Regions from separate parts of the Sus scrofa genome. Here region 1 is linked to region 2. A link is a contact called in public Hi-C data. All regions are on one chromosome and are shown on one strand. Each heading gives the region's core, a stretch centred on a gene start, on an enhancer-like site or on the middle of the called end of the contact. The rest is flanking DNA. Distances are from core to core; before and after follow the strand shown. Region 1 holds the start of PHF1 (PHD finger protein 1). Region 2 holds the start of WDR46 (WD repeat-containing protein 46).

What was found. Hi-C and Micro-C count contacts between places; a contact is called where the count stands out from the background.
Region 1: a contact with region 2 is called in a Hi-C map of fetal liver, with 1.8 times the contacts expected there. The contact joins the promoter of PHF1 here to the promoter of WDR46 in region 2. A contact is called at or near these places in 1 of 5 promoter capture datasets (liver), 12 of 47 Hi-C or Micro-C datasets (embryonic fibroblasts, epiblast stem cells, fetal liver and 6 more) and 2 of 2 datasets of contacts at active chromatin or transcription factors (alveolar macrophages and skeletal muscle).

Annotation. Positions count from the first base shown.
Region 1 is chr7:29,711,120-29,718,545 of Sscrofa11.1, reverse strand. It overlaps PHF1 (PHD finger protein 1), which reads right to left and starts at 4,249. Exons shown (of 15, transcript XM_001927881.6): 1 at 3,675-4,249; 2 at 2,789-2,963; 3 at 2,615-2,696; 4 at 2,435-2,530; 5 at 1,487-1,587; 6 at 1,243-1,391; 7 at 1,038-1,133; 8 at 856-924; 9 at 596-719; 10 at 431-498; 11 at 176-280; 12 at 1-60. The coding sequence starts at 2,947. It overlaps KIFC1 (kinesin-like protein KIFC1), which reads right to left. Exons shown (of 11, transcript XM_021098599.1): 11 at 4,830-5,053. The coding sequence ends at 5,009.
Region 2 is chr7:29,649,176-29,655,908 of Sscrofa11.1, reverse strand. WDR46 (WD repeat-containing protein 46) reads left to right here and starts at 2,342. Exons shown (of 15, transcript XM_005665882.3): 1 at 2,342-2,729; 2 at 2,825-3,040; 3 at 3,150-3,230; 4 at 3,361-3,473; 5 at 3,597-3,684; 6 at 3,820-3,881; 7 at 4,151-4,255; 8 at 4,377-4,527; 9 at 4,644-4,779; 10 at 4,969-5,068. The coding sequence starts at 2,529. PFDN6 (prefoldin subunit 6) reads right to left here and starts at 2,230. Exons shown (of 5, transcript NM_001185179.1): 1 at 2,218-2,230; 2 at 1,922-2,067; 3 at 1,655-1,725; 4 at 1,448-1,572; 5 at 964-1,194. The coding sequence starts at 1,985. The coding sequence ends at 1,065. RGL2 (ral guanine nucleotide dissociation stimulator like 2) reads left to right here. Exons shown (of 19, transcript NM_001184893.1): 19 at 1-379.

The sequences.
Region 1 (7,426 bases), core at 3,000-5,499, 61 kb before region 2:
CTCCGGCGCTTCCCCAGGGGACGTGAGACCCCTCCCCCAGGGCCCTGCCCTGAAGGGAAGCTGTAAGAGGCCTCCTTATCCCCCCAGCCCCCTCCCCGACGCCCCAAAGACCTCCCTGTTTCCAGTTGCCATATGTATCCCCCGGAGAACTTCCCACCCCCTCTGGACCAGTGACCTGGTGGGGGCTCCACTGCCAGTTGGGGGCTCCACGGGGGGAGGGGTCCGAGCATGGAGGCCAAACAAGCATTTCCTCTTCTTAATCTCCCTCCCTGAAATGAAACTGGGGTGAGGGGACAAATGGTACAGGGTCAGTGCGGTGGAGAGGGGACCCCCCCTTGCGAATACAGGATCTGGCAGGTGGGCTGCGGCCCCTCCCCTCTGAGGCTCCCACATCCCCCGTCTCCACCTCCTGAGCCTCCCCCCAGCTCACCGGTCCTTGTGGCTGTTGAGAGCCAAGAGGAGCTTGGAAGAGCGTTCTCCCTTGGGGGTGTCAGAGAGCTGGGGGTGGGGAAGATGGGGCCAGGGGAGCAGTGAGCGTTCCCCATTCTTCATGTCTCCCTGTTCCACCCCAACCCCCAAGGTCACCACCCCTTACCTCCCCAAGGAGCAAACTGTCCCAATTCTCAGAGGTGAAGGGGAGGATCTCACGGTCAAAATCAAAGTACTTCTTCTTACAGCAAACGCTGAGGTGATAGAGGACAAGATGCGCCACATCCACCCTGGAGAAACTCGGACTCATCATGGTGGTGGAAGTATTACAGGAGCCAGGGGGACCCGCGGCGGGGCTGGGGCATGTGAGGTGAAAAGGGGCGTGAGGGGAGGGATCACACTGAGGTGGCCCCCAGCGCGGCTCACCAGCGAAGCTGCAACCTCCGGACCTTCTCAGGGCCCCCCCGACACACACAGCATTCAAACTCATAGAATCTGGGCGAGAGGCAGAAAACACACCCTTTGTGGGACTGCCAGGTGAGCCCAGCTTCAGAGGCTGGGAAGAGACGAACTGACTGGGAGGGCTGGGGAGGGCTGCCGGGGCTCACCTGTCCCCATAGAGGAGCGGCTTGCTCAAACACTGGGTGCAGGCCTCATGGAACCACTGCAGGCAGCTCCGGCACTGCAGCATCTTCAGGTTCCATCTGAACAGAGACGCTGGACTAGTGACCTCCCAGCACCCCTCCCTCTCTGCCCCCACCCCTCACCCTGTCTCTCTCCCTCCTTCCCTGGGACCCCCACCCTGTTACTCACTCCCCAGGGCCACCACAGTAACAGTAGCTCTGCTGCCGGTTGCTCAGATGCCCTGCATCCCAGTCCAAGCCCTTTAGTCCGTACGGCAGAGAGAGCTTCATGCCCAGCATGGCCCGGGCATAGGGGCCCTTCTTCAGGGCACCGCCTCTCTGCAGAGGGGACAGGTGGGGTGCCTCAGAGACATGGGGAAAGGAAGGGCCCAGGGCAGGTTGCAGTCCAGGGCTCCTGGGGAAGATGCCTTTACCTTGGTGGCGATGGCAAAGACGCACTGGCGGCAGACCCAGGGTGTGCCCTCTCCCTCTCCGGGGGCTGGGGCCCTTGGCACGTGGCAATCCTGGTGATAAGCTGAATAAGGACAATGTTGAGAGTAGGCTACTTACGGCCTGCAGACCTGTGTGTGCCAGGTATTGGGATGGGAAGAGTCTTATCTGATTTCCTTCTTTTCTCTGTTAACAGCTGCACTTGCAGCACATGGAAGTTCCCAGGCTAGAGGTCAAATCAAAGCTGCAGCTGCCGGCCTACACCACAACCACCGCCACCAGATCCAAGCCACATCTGTGACCTATGCTGCAGTTCATGGCAACATGGGATCCTTAACCCACTGAGGCCAGGGATTGAACCTGCATCCTCACAGAAACAGCACTGGGTCCTTAACCCACTGAGCCACAGCTGGAAATTCTCATTTCCTTCTTGATCATGGTCCTGCAGGGTGGGTGTATGACCTTTACTTTATAAGCAGGGAAGGCTCTTCCTCTCTTGCTCTTTCTCTTTTTCTCTCTCCCTTCCCACCCCCTCCCCTGCCCAGCCTGCCTGTACCTATATTTTCTCTGCACCTATCTTCGCTCTCTAAATAAACACTTAATAGCCTCACTTGTCCTCAATCTCTGCTGAATTCTTTCTCCAAAGTGACCAAAAAAAAAAAGCAGGGGAGGGAACTGTGGCTCTTAGAGGTTTAGGAACTGGCCCAAGGTCATGTGCTTAGAAAAAGGTGTACCTGAAGTACCCTCTGCCTGCAAAGCTCACACATCTCCACCCATGGGTGCCTCTCCCTGTACAGGGAGGGAGTGAGGTTACAGGGTTGAGGAGACCGGCCAGGGCAGGTGACATAAGAACCACTGCTGGAGGGAAGGGGGGAGAGGCAGCCTGGAAGACCCAGGGCAAGCTGGGTCCTTCAGGTGTCCTGCCCTCTCACCATGGCGACACTTTTCACAGCTGACCAGCCGATTTCCAGGGACCACAGTCTCAGAGCGACATACACAGCAGAGGAGTTCCTCCCCAGGGAGGGCAGCTGTTGGGGAGGAACACAACGTTCAGGGGGCCTGTCCAACCCCCATGCCAGGTATCTGTTATCCATGGGATGCAGGCCTCTCACCAGGGCTAATGTCTTTCCATAGAACCAGAAACTGGGAATCATCCTCAAACTGGACCAGACACACCTCCCGAGCACTGTCCACCTGCAATGGGTGAGCCCAGAAGATCAAATGGGAATCAGAACTAGATAGGAGGAATGGGGAAAAGGTGACAGGTCAGAAGTCAAAGGTCATACCTTTTTGATGGTCCCCAAGTATAGCAGCCCATCTGTCCACCTGGCCAGCACATCTTGACCCTCCCAAAGTCGAGGCCTGGGGCCTGAGGTGGAAGCAGAGGAAGCTGGGTCCCAAAGTGGGGGGGCAGCAGAGCGGCTCAGCCGGGGGGGCTGTGCCATTGCATCCTGGGGGGGCCTAGCCAGAAGCGGGATGGGAGGAGAAAGTTTTGAATGCTGAGGAACTGGTCCCCATTTTCCTTGTGTATTTCTCTGTCAAGGACTCAAGCAGGTGTGTCCCAGTCTCCATATCCCTGAGAGGGTGCAAGGGAACCTCCAGGCCCTTCCTCAGCCTCACCGGAGCCACCCCTGGCTCTCTTCTCCCTACCATGCACCCCCTCCCCAACCTAGTTCTCTAGTTTCCGGCTCCCTTGGGATGTTATATCCTGGCCTTGAGATTTTAGCAAAAGTGATGGTTGCAGAAGCAAAGGTTACCACTCTGTTTTTACTGTCACCTTCTACTGCTCTTTAGGGGTGTCATAATTGGGGTGCTGTTTTCCAGAGATGTGTTTTGGGAGCTTTTCTGGAGATGTTTTCCAGAGTGAGAACGGCTGCCTCCCCGACCCGCGTGTCTCATTCAGAACAATCATCCTGGTACCAGGTTATGTCAGGTCACCCTCAAATTCGGGGCTCCCGGCCCCTGGGTTAGATAACTTCCTTGAGTGCCCCGGGAGGGGGGCGTGTCCCAGTCCCGGTCTCTACTCCCCAGGACCGCGAGTCCGAGAGAGGGGACTTGAGACGGCCCAGCCCGACCCGATGCAAGGGCGGCGCGGCTCTCCCGCCCGCGCCCTGCGCGCCGACCCCCGGCTCCCTGCCCCCCCCCCACGGGCGCCTCCCGCCACCTCCTTACCAGTGACAGCTGGGGCCGCCGGGAGCCGGGCAGAGGCAGACGTGGGATACCCAGGCGAACCCCTCGCGCCGGGAGGGCACGTCTGGGCGTCGGGGGGCGTGCAGGCAGCGACCCGGGGGTCCCCAGGCCCAGCCCCTCCGTCCCGGCAGCTCTGGGGCGTATGACGCAGCAGCCAAAGCAGCGGCAGCGGCAGGAGGAGGCGGCGGGGGGAAGGAGGGGAGAGGAGGGGAGGGGAGGGACAAACCGGCTCGGGGGGAGGGTGGTGGGAGGGAAGGACTGGGGGGAAGGAGGAGCCGGAGTGGGGGGGCGGGCACCACCTCACCCCACCTCCCTCACCTCCAGCAGGCCTGGAGGGCGCCAAGCAAGCGGCGGCCTCTCCGCGGCTGGGGCAGGCGGACAGTCGGACCGGCCGTGAGAGGGAATCCCCGTAGCCCCTTCCTCCAAAGGGAGACCTGCCCTCGGGGCAGGAGGGAATCCCCTTTCCCCACCGCCGGCCTCCGGCCTGGCCCCCGCACTGTGCCACATCCGTTAACTGCCCCTCCAGCCTTCATGGTCACTCCAAGTCCCGCCCCCCGGCTCAGTTCACGACCCCGCCCTCCATTCACCCTTCCCATTGCCCCGCCACGCCCTCCTCCCGCCTCCGCCCCGGCCCCGCCCTCCCCGTGGCTGGGTTGTGTCCCGCCCCCCCCGCCCCGCCCGCAGTCGCGCTTCTGCGCACGCGTGGCTCCTCCCGCGCGCGGCACCTGGGAGGACCGAGCCCCCCCCTCACCGGGCGGTGGCCCAGGCAGTTGGCGCGAGAGAGTCCGGGCTTGCGTCCCGCCCCGCGCTCCCAAGGCGGGTGCTCGGACCAGCAGCCAGCCAATGGGCAGCGGACGGGGCAGGCCTGGCGGTTCGAACGCGAAGGCAGGGAAAGAGCGGGAGAGAGCCAGCAGTTTGTGGGAGGGCGCGCCGGCCCCGCCCACCTCCCACAAGTACCAGGGGTGCTCTTGCCAGGCGGGGGCCGTGGCACAGGGGAGGCTGGCCACCTGGTGGGCACACCTCCCAGGTGGGGACCACGAGACAGGGTATGGGAGCTGAAGGCATGGGCATGGCCTGTTGGGTAGAACAGAAGAGCCACAGTTCCCATCTTTACAGATATGAAAAGTATCTCCCTGATTGGGCAACCGCTAATAAAACCTTTATTTAAAAACAGCGAAAAAACCTCTTCTTTATTTGATAGGCCCAGATATCACAGCACCCCCCACCAAGAAAGCACCCGCACCCACCTCCCTTCCCCGTGTGTGTCACACACACACACACACACACACACACACACACACACTCTAGATCCGTCTTCATTTCTTGTTGGCTTGGGCAGTACCAATGACACATTGGTTCACCTGTGGGCAGGGGTTTAGACAAACAGAAAAAAAAAAGTTCACAGTAACTACAAACAGTTTTCCCCAAATCACCTCCCAGGGAGGAGTTCCCACTGCAGCCAGTGGGTTAAGAATCAGAGTGTGGCATCTCTAGTCACTGCAGAGGTGCAGGTTTCTCAGCCCAGAGCAGTGGGTTAAAGGACCTGCAGCTACAGCTCAGATTCAGTCCCTGGCTGGGAAACTTCTATACGTAGTGGGTGTGCCCATTAAAAAAAAATCATTAGGGGAAAAAGTAGATAGGGAGTTTTAAAATGGATAAATCAAGCTCACAATACCCAAATCCAGTGACCAATTTTTATATCATTAAAAGTGGAACAATTAGTTATTAGGTGTCTTCTGATGTGATGCAATAGAAAGTGTAAAACACCATCTAAGTTTTCTTGCCAAGAAATTTGAACCTGATTCAAATTAAGCCTCTAAATTTAACTACCAGAAAAAATAATTATGGAGAAAATGAGGCAACCAGCCAAAATCCAGAATAGGACATTTTCCAGAGGACAAATGACCCTCTTTTTTAAACAAATTAAAGCTGTAAAAGTGGGTGAGATTATTACAGATTAAATAAAAGGTACTTTTTTTTTTTGGTCTTTTCTAGGGCTGCTCTGGCAGCATGTGGATGTTCCCAGGCTAGGGGTCGAATCAGAGCTACAGCCACCAGCCTACACCACAGCCACAGCCACTAGGGATCCGAGCCGCATCTGCAACCTACACCACAGCTCACGGCAATGCCGGATCCTTAACCCACTGAGCAAGGCCAAGGATCAAACCCGCAACCTCATAGTTCCTAGTTGGATTCGTTAACCACTGAGCCGCGATGGGAATTCCCAAATAAAAGATACTTTAGAACTGGCATTCCCATTGTAGCACAGTGGAAAAGAATCTGACTAGAAACGATGAGGTTGCAGGTTCAATCCCCAGCCTTGCTCAGTGGGTTAAAGATTTGGCGTTGCTGTGAGCTGTGGTGTAGGTGGTAGATGCAGCTCAGGTCTGATGTTGCTGAGGCTGTAGTGTAGGCCGGCAGTAGCTCCAATTGGACCCCTAGCCTGGGAACCTCCATATGCCGCAGATATGGCCCTAAAAAAGCAAAGCAAAAAAAAGAGGGAGTTCCTGTAGTGGCTCAGTGGTTAACGAATCCGACTAGGAACCATGAGGTTTCGAGTTTGATCTCTGGCATTGCTCAGTGGGTTAATAAGGATCAGGCGTTGCTGTGGCTGTGGTGTAGGCCAGCAGCTACAACTCCAATTAGACCCCCTAGCCTGGGAACCTCCCTATGTCCTGGGTGCCGCCTAGAAAAGACCAAAAAAAAAAAAAAAGATACCTTAGAGTCAAAATGAAACAAATGAAATGGGTGGCCCTTGCTTTGATCTTGATGGTAACAAACCTAAAGTATAAAAGACATTTCTGAGACAATGAGGGGAAACTTAAGGCAGGCTGCTATGGTGGCTACTTCCATGGCAGCAACAGTACAGCAGAAGACCTGCTCAGAGACCCTGAACAAAGCCAGAGAAATGCCCTATAAAGCTGCAGCCTCAGGAAAACATTATCCTCAACCCCTCCCTGCCACCACCCCCCAGGAGGCAGGCAGTAAAGAAACTTCCCGACTTGAGGGAATCTAAGTCTCCTAGAGAACTCACAGCCATAGACACAGCTGACCTGCATGGGAGTTGGAGCCTGAATTAACACTATTTGGAATGGTTGGAAAAACAAGGAATCCCATTTGAAGGACTCTCTCCTCAGATAGTTAGATATAAATAAAAGAGTAAACATATGTCCAAGGTTAGTCAAAATGGCCTTGTTTGTGAGAGAAAAAGGATGGAAACAATCCAAGTGTCCAGTAGAGGGAACTGGTGGATAAACCTTGGTGCATCCACACAGTGGAGTCCTGGGCAGACATAAAAATAATAGAATGATCTCTGTGTGCCAGTGGGGAAGAATCCTGGGGCCACCTTGTTAATCAGGGGTGGAAAATAAAAAGGTGTGGGACAACATATACATGAGAGAGAGAGGAAAGAGAAGTCTTCTCTAAGAGGGAGGGAATACACACATACATGTTGCTTCTATTTGCAAAAGGAAACACTGGAAAGATAAGTAAAACGGTAAATGTAAAAGTTGACTAGTAGGGCAGGTGAGGATGGGGTAGAGAAGGGTGGTGGTAAAAATTTCATTTATTGTGTACAGCTTTCTGTAGAGTTTGGAATTTTCTTTTTTTTTTTTTTTTTTCTTTTTAGGGCCACACCCAGGACATATGGAGGTTCCCAGGGTAGGGTTTTTTTTTTGTCTTTTTGCCTTTTGAGGGCCACTCCTGCGGCATATTGAGAGTCCCAGGCTAATCGG
Region 2 (6,733 bases), core at 1,093-3,592:
CCACACCCTCGCATGCCCAGGCCCAAGAAGGGCCTAGAAGTGGGAGAAGGGAAAAGCCTAGAGGCTCTGAGCCCCAGGCAAAGGGAATGGCAAGTAGGAGTTCCTTTTCCTGCTCTAGGGATTCCTGTCACTGTGACAACACTAATAAACCAAAACACTACCTGAATTCTATTCCTTGCAGCGTGGGCCACTGATGCTGCGGGGGCGGGGGCAGGGGGGCAGGCTGAGAGTGGATACTGTGGAATAAGAGGGGCTGTGTTTTCCGTCCATGAAGAGCTGAAAGCGAGGAGCTGCTGGAGATGGTCTCCTCAGTATGGTTTCTGCCTCCCTGGCAACCTCTCCATCCCTTTATTTGCTCTTAAACTTTTCTCCTCAGCTGTTACAAAACCTTGTCAAGTTCTAGCCACCTGATTAAAGTGATCCGTGCAAAAACCCCCACACCTGTGAATGTGTAAGAAACAATTTGAGGACAAAGAAACGGAAGAACAACATTGTGGACAACGTATAAACATGGAGGACGTATGATATCAGAGCGTTAGGTGTTGAGATTTTAAATCAGTTTAAGCTACATTCAAGCAAATTCTAAGAAAAAAAGACTAAAACGAATTAGAGGGATGCCAGGGCTATTTTGAAGATGATGGGAAATCAGCAGGGAGGGTCCCCATGTTTCATTCTGGGGTCACAGCTTAGAAAATTCTGAGTTCAATTAAACTCACTTTACCCAAAACCACTGCATTGCAAATGCCCTTCTCATGTTTCCAACCAGGATAATGGAGACCTAAGGGCTGCATATACAGGAAAAATGAGATTTGAGATATTTCATATTTCAGTCTCAATAAAGAAGGCTTACTCGGCCTCAGAGTGCCCAGTTGCAAGAGTCTGGACCTGAGGGAGTCACAGAAGCGATAAACATATAAGGGGAGAAGGGACCAGGGGAAAAGGTGGAGATGATTACAACAGAAGTGGCTGGTGAGAAAACAGCCAGGTGTTTTCACATTTTATTCACTACAGTAGAGACCCTTGAGCTGCCTCATTCCCACCCCCTCCCTCCCCCCTCCACAGGGTCAGGCCTTCCCAGGAGCCCCTGCCTTGGCTGCCTGGGCCCGCTGGAACTCCTGCTGCAGCTGAGCCAGGGTCTCCCTCTGTTGCTCTGACTGGCGCTCCAGTTCCCGGAGTTGGGATTCGTATCGCTTACTGAGGAAGACAGAACACCAAAAACGGTGAGGTCTTAATGAGACTTACTGCTGAGGATGCTGAAGGCAGGAAGGAGATTGGTGGGGAACGTGAGATCCAAGGGAGGGAGGAGAAGAGGGGTTAAAAGGAAAGCGGCTGGAGGAACTGGGTGGTGGTGGTGGTGGGAACAGCTCTGGAAGCTACTCTACAAGGCTTTCTCAACACGTCTTCCACCGTGGCATGTCTGTCAGAAGGTGCTGGAACAAAGACTCACATTTCAGCTGTGATGTAGTCCAGCCTTTTCCCCACTGTGGCTCGAGCCTCTCCCAGCTCCTGTTTGACCAGCACGGGACCCAGAAGTTTAAAGACCACGTTGGATCCATCCAGCAGGGCCAGTTCCTGATGGAGGGGCAGGACATCTGTGATCAGAAACATTGCCAGGACAAGTTCCCTCCTCGCCCCACAAATCCTGTGCTCTCACCTCCTTCACGATATTATTTTCTGTTAGTTGTGCTTCTAGTTTCTGCCTCCCTGACATGGACTTACTCAAGTCTGGCGGGTGGGAGGGAAGACTTGATTAAAGACATCAGATATGCCACCCAATCCCTACCGTCCTGGTGAGAAATGGAGCGACAAGGACGGGAACACCATGGAGGTGGGGAAGGGGCACGGGTGGGATGGAGAGGGGCAGGACGCATCTTGTAAGGCTTCGGGTAGTGAGAGAACCGGGACAACCCCGTTCCCCTACCCTTCTGTAGCTGTTGATATTTCTCCACTTCTCCCTGTAGCTTCTTCTGGATCAGCTCAGCCATGGCGAGGACGAAACTCCGCGGGAAGAGGGAGAGGGGCGCTGGGTTGCACACTCTGGAAGGTACCCGAGCTCCCCTTTCCGGCCTGCGGAAATGACAGCCCTCTTGAGAAGCAGCCCCTCGGGGCACCGCAGTCTCCCCCCGTCCGAGATATCGACTCCACCCCTGCTCTAGGCGGCAGCGGGGGAAAAGAGACCCCAGAGCCCTCAACCGAACGCCTGCTCTATCTACTCACGTTCTTCTTTCAGTGTTGGTGAACCCGGAAGTAAACAGAGAATGCTGGGAAGAGACGGCGCCGGAAGCTCTCGTCTGACGCATGCCGGGAACTGTAGTTCTCACTTGTTAGACGAGTGGCGTTTTTCTAAAAGGCTGGACTCGGAACGTTCTAGGCAACATGCGGAAACGAAGCTGGAAAAAGGAACTGCACAGTCAACTTGAGTCCTGGCTCCGGACCACCTCTCTTTCATTACTCAAGCATAAACTGCCTCACGGGGGCGGGGCCAAGGTCTGCCCCCCACCTCACTGGAGAGAGCGCCCTCACCCAAGATGGCGCCTCGAGGGCTTCGAACCTGGGGCGGAGCTGATTGGATGAGGGCCGGAAGACTTCCGGGAGTTTTCAATCCGACTGTGGGACAGCTGAGAGGAGTTTGCACGTGTGTCGCGGTTCGGGTGGGCTTGATGGAGACAGCCCCCAAGCCTGGCAGTGATGTCCCGCCCAAGAAGGACAGACTTCAGGCCAAGAGAAAGGTAGAGACCTCCTTGGGTTGAAAGGAAAGTTTTTGGCTGAGGGGTTGGAGGGGCGGGGAGGAGGCAGCGGAATATCAGGGGTCCTGATCTGCCAGCAGAAACCTCGGCGATACTGGGAGGAAGAGACCGCTCCGACAGCTGCCGGAGCCTCTCCGGGTCCCCCTCGTAAACAGAAGAAGAATCGAGAGGCCCGCCCTCAGAAGCCAAAGAACGCTCCCATCCAAAAGAAGTCTCGGTTCCCCAAGAAGCCCCAGGTCCCAAAGAAATCCCAAGAATGGAGGAGTCCAGGCCCTCAGCGGAGCTTGTCTGGGGTGAGCCTGGGACCTTATACGGTGGCGAGGCAAGTCTCCTCGTGCTTTGAGGGTACGAGAGTTGGGATCAACCCGAGCCTGTTTACTAATTGCCCCATTCCTGTCCCAGGCCCAGGACCCGTTTGCAGGCCCCGCCCCTGTCCCTGTGGAGGTAGTTCGAAAGTTCCGTCGCATCGACAAATCCAAAAAGGTGAGAACCGGTCGGAGAGTGGGGAGGAGTTGCAGGCAGGGAGTGTCTGGGTGAGCTGGATGGAGGCGCGGTCAGGTGGCTCTCCTGTAACCCCCATACTCGCCCATTCCTCTCCCACCAATGATTGTAGCTGCCCCGTTCCAAGTCCAAAGCCCAAAGCCGGCTTGATGCTGCTGAAGCTGAGGAAGAGGAAATAAGCGTCAAAGCTGCTCGTTCTGAGCTGCTGCTGGCTGAGGAACCTGGGTAAGTGGACCGTAATGTGGGCCTCCCCAGCTCCTGGTTTATGAGGCTCTCATTTCTCACTTTTATGTTGATACACTGACTTCACATCGGAAAGCTGAATGCAACCCTGACATTCACTGGCAGGTTTCTGGAAGGTGAGGATGGGGAGGACACAGCAAGGATACGCCAGGCTGACATCGCAGAGGCTGTGGATATTGCAAGTGCAGCCAAGGTGAGCCTGAGGGTGTAAAAGGATCCAGCGGGCTGACTGGGGTGCAGAGCAGGATGGAAGTGGGGCTAGAAGAAAATATTACTGAAGGGACCCAATTTTTTTCTTTCTTTTTTTCTCCGCTATTCCCTTTTCCAGCACTTTGACTTGAACTTGAGGCAGTTTGGACCCTACAGGCTGAATTACTCTCGAACAGGGAGGTAAGGTTGACTTCCAGTGATTTGAACTAGGGTGTGGTTGAGTCTCCTTCATTGCTGCAGCCTTGCCCACCCCTGACGCGTTGTGTGCATGTTTGGGTGTGTATATACCTATGTGTACATACATGAGCGTACATTTGGGCTGTTGATGTGGGAGACTCTTGTGACCTGCTCGCGTGTGAGGGTGAGCGTGGAGGGAAGCTGGTGAGGGCAGACCTCAGAGGCAGGGTGCTCCCTGTACTGACACCCTGCCTGTCCTCCACCTCCAACAGGCACCTGGCTTTGGGAGGGCGACGGGGTCATGTGGCCGCCCTCGACTGGGTGACAAAGAAGCTTATGTGCGAGATCAACGTCATGGAGGCGGTGCGGGACATCCGGTCCGTGGGCTCTGGTGGTGGTGGTGGTGATGGCGGCGGCGGTGGGTGGTGAGACAGCCCATCCCCGACTGAGTGACTGCCAGTGACTCTCTGTCACCCCCACCACTCCTGCTCCTCCTAGGTTTCTGCACTCAGAGGCACTGCTTGCTGTTGCTCAGAACCGTTGGCTTCACATTTACGACAACCAGGGCATCGAGCTCCATTGCGTCCGCCGCTGTGACCGCATCACCCGGCTTGAGTTCCTGCCCTTCCACTTCCTCCTGGCCACGGCTGTGAGTGGCTGTGGAGCACAGGGCCGGGGTGGCAGCCCCCCATGAAGACTGATCCTCCCCTGGGACCCAGTAGAGGGAGCCCAGTGGGCAGCTGGGACTCATCCTTTCTCTCTCAGTCAGAGACAGGGTTTCTGACCTACTTGGACGTGTCAGTGGGCAAGATCGTGGCAGCTCTGAACGCCCGGGCTGGACGGCTCGACGTCATGACCCAGAACCCTTACAATGCCATCGTCCACCTCGGACACAGCAACGGTCGGTCCTTGGCTGAATCTTGATCGTCCTCCTGACCTGCTGTTCTAGATTTGTACTTAACAAGTCCCCGAAACTCAAACTGCCCCTTTACTTTCCTCTCGTGTTACCTCTTGGCCTCCAGTCCCCTCTTTCCCCAGTTTAGTTGCCTCAGCGCCCTCTTAGTAACTTGAGCTCTTCTCTGATATCCAGGGACTGTGTCTTTATGGAGCCCTGCAGTGAAGGAACCGCTGGCAAAGATTCTGTGTCACCGCGGTGGGGTGCGGGCCGTGGCAGTCGATCCTACAGGCACGTAAGTCACTTGTTTGGTGTGAGGTGCTGGGGGGCGTGGCCACAGTGGGTCAGAAAGAACTAGAAGGCAGTGTACCTCTAGAGCACAGACTCTGTAGCTAAGCTGCTTCGGCTTAAATTCTGGTGACCGCTGACCAGCCATGCTGGTGACCTCAGTGACCATACACTTTCCTCACCCTGAGAGGGGGGACATGAGTGTCCAACTCAGGAGTCAGAAAACCTTTTCTTTTTTTTTTTTTTTTTTTTTTTTTTTTACCATTTCTTGGGCCGCTCTCTCGGCATATGGAGGTTCCCAGGCTAGGGGTCAAATCGGAGCTGTAGCTGCCGGCCTAGTCCAGAGCCACAAAACACAGGATCCGAGCTGGGTCTCTCGACCTACACCACAGCTCACGGCAACACCGGATCCTTAACCCACTGAGCAAGGCCAGGGATCGAACCTGCAACCTCATGGTTCCTAGTCAGATTCGTTAACCACTGCACCACAACGGGAACTCCAGAAAACCTTTTCAGTAAAGAGCTGCATGGTAAGAATTTCAGGCTTTGTAGGCAGCGGGGCATCCTTGAGCATTTTATGTAGGTGCTTAAATAAGAAGAGGAAACAGAGCATCGTGAGTTTTTAAGCAGTGTTTTTTTTAAGAAATTGAACGCTATTTTTGTAATATTGGTCTACTATTGGGAAGAATCGGATTCGCGTTTTTAAGACTAGTATTTTGTTCACTTGAGGTTCAGAGTTAGTGTTCTGAATCTTCACACTCAATTGGAAATGTTTAGATGCTGATCTGTGGAGAGATTTTGTGTGTTTCATCTTTGTAAATACCTTTTCACACAGATAGATGATGACATGGGGGTGCTATCGAGAGATAGGTGTTGTCACCGAGACTGCATGGCGCAGGGCACAGTGCAAAGAGATAAGATGCCTTTGGTGTGTCTACCATGTACTGTGCCGTTTCAGAGCAATAAGCAGCCGCAGGATAAGTAACTTCATGAATGTGGCTGCTAATGAGTTCACTGAAACTTTATTTGTGGCCCCTTCGATTTGAGTTTCAAATCATTTGCACATCTTGAAATATATGTCTTTTGATTTTTTTCCCCCTCAGCTACTCAACATTAAAAACCATTCTGTACATGGAAGTTCCCTTTGTGGCTCACTGTTAACGATCCTGACTAGGATCTATGAGGTTTCAAGTTCGATCCCTGGCCTCACTCAGTGGGTTAAGGATCTGGTGTTGCCGTGAGCTGTGGTGTAGGTCACAGACTTGGCTTGGATCCTGTGTTGCTGTGGCTGTGCTGTAGGCCGGCAGCTGTAGCTCTGATTCAGCCCCTAGCCTGGGAACTTCCATATGCCAAGGGTGTGGCGCTAAAAAGCCAAAGGAAAAAAAAAAAGGACATTGCCTACAGCTGTGGGCCGTACAGAAATAGGTGGTGGGCTGGCTTTGTTGGCTTACGGGTCTTAGTTTGCCAGGCCTGGGCTCAGCTCCTAAAACCGATGCATGTGTTAAGGCATCTCGGGTTCAGTGTGATGTCTGGTGGGTAGGGAGCCCCATGTTTCACCATCACCCTCAATACGATGGTTCTCTTCAGGTCTGGCCGGTGATGGGAGGGTTGGGGTGGAGGGTCTGCTTTGAACTTCTGCTCTTCCTGGGAGAGTGTTTGCATTTTCATGGTT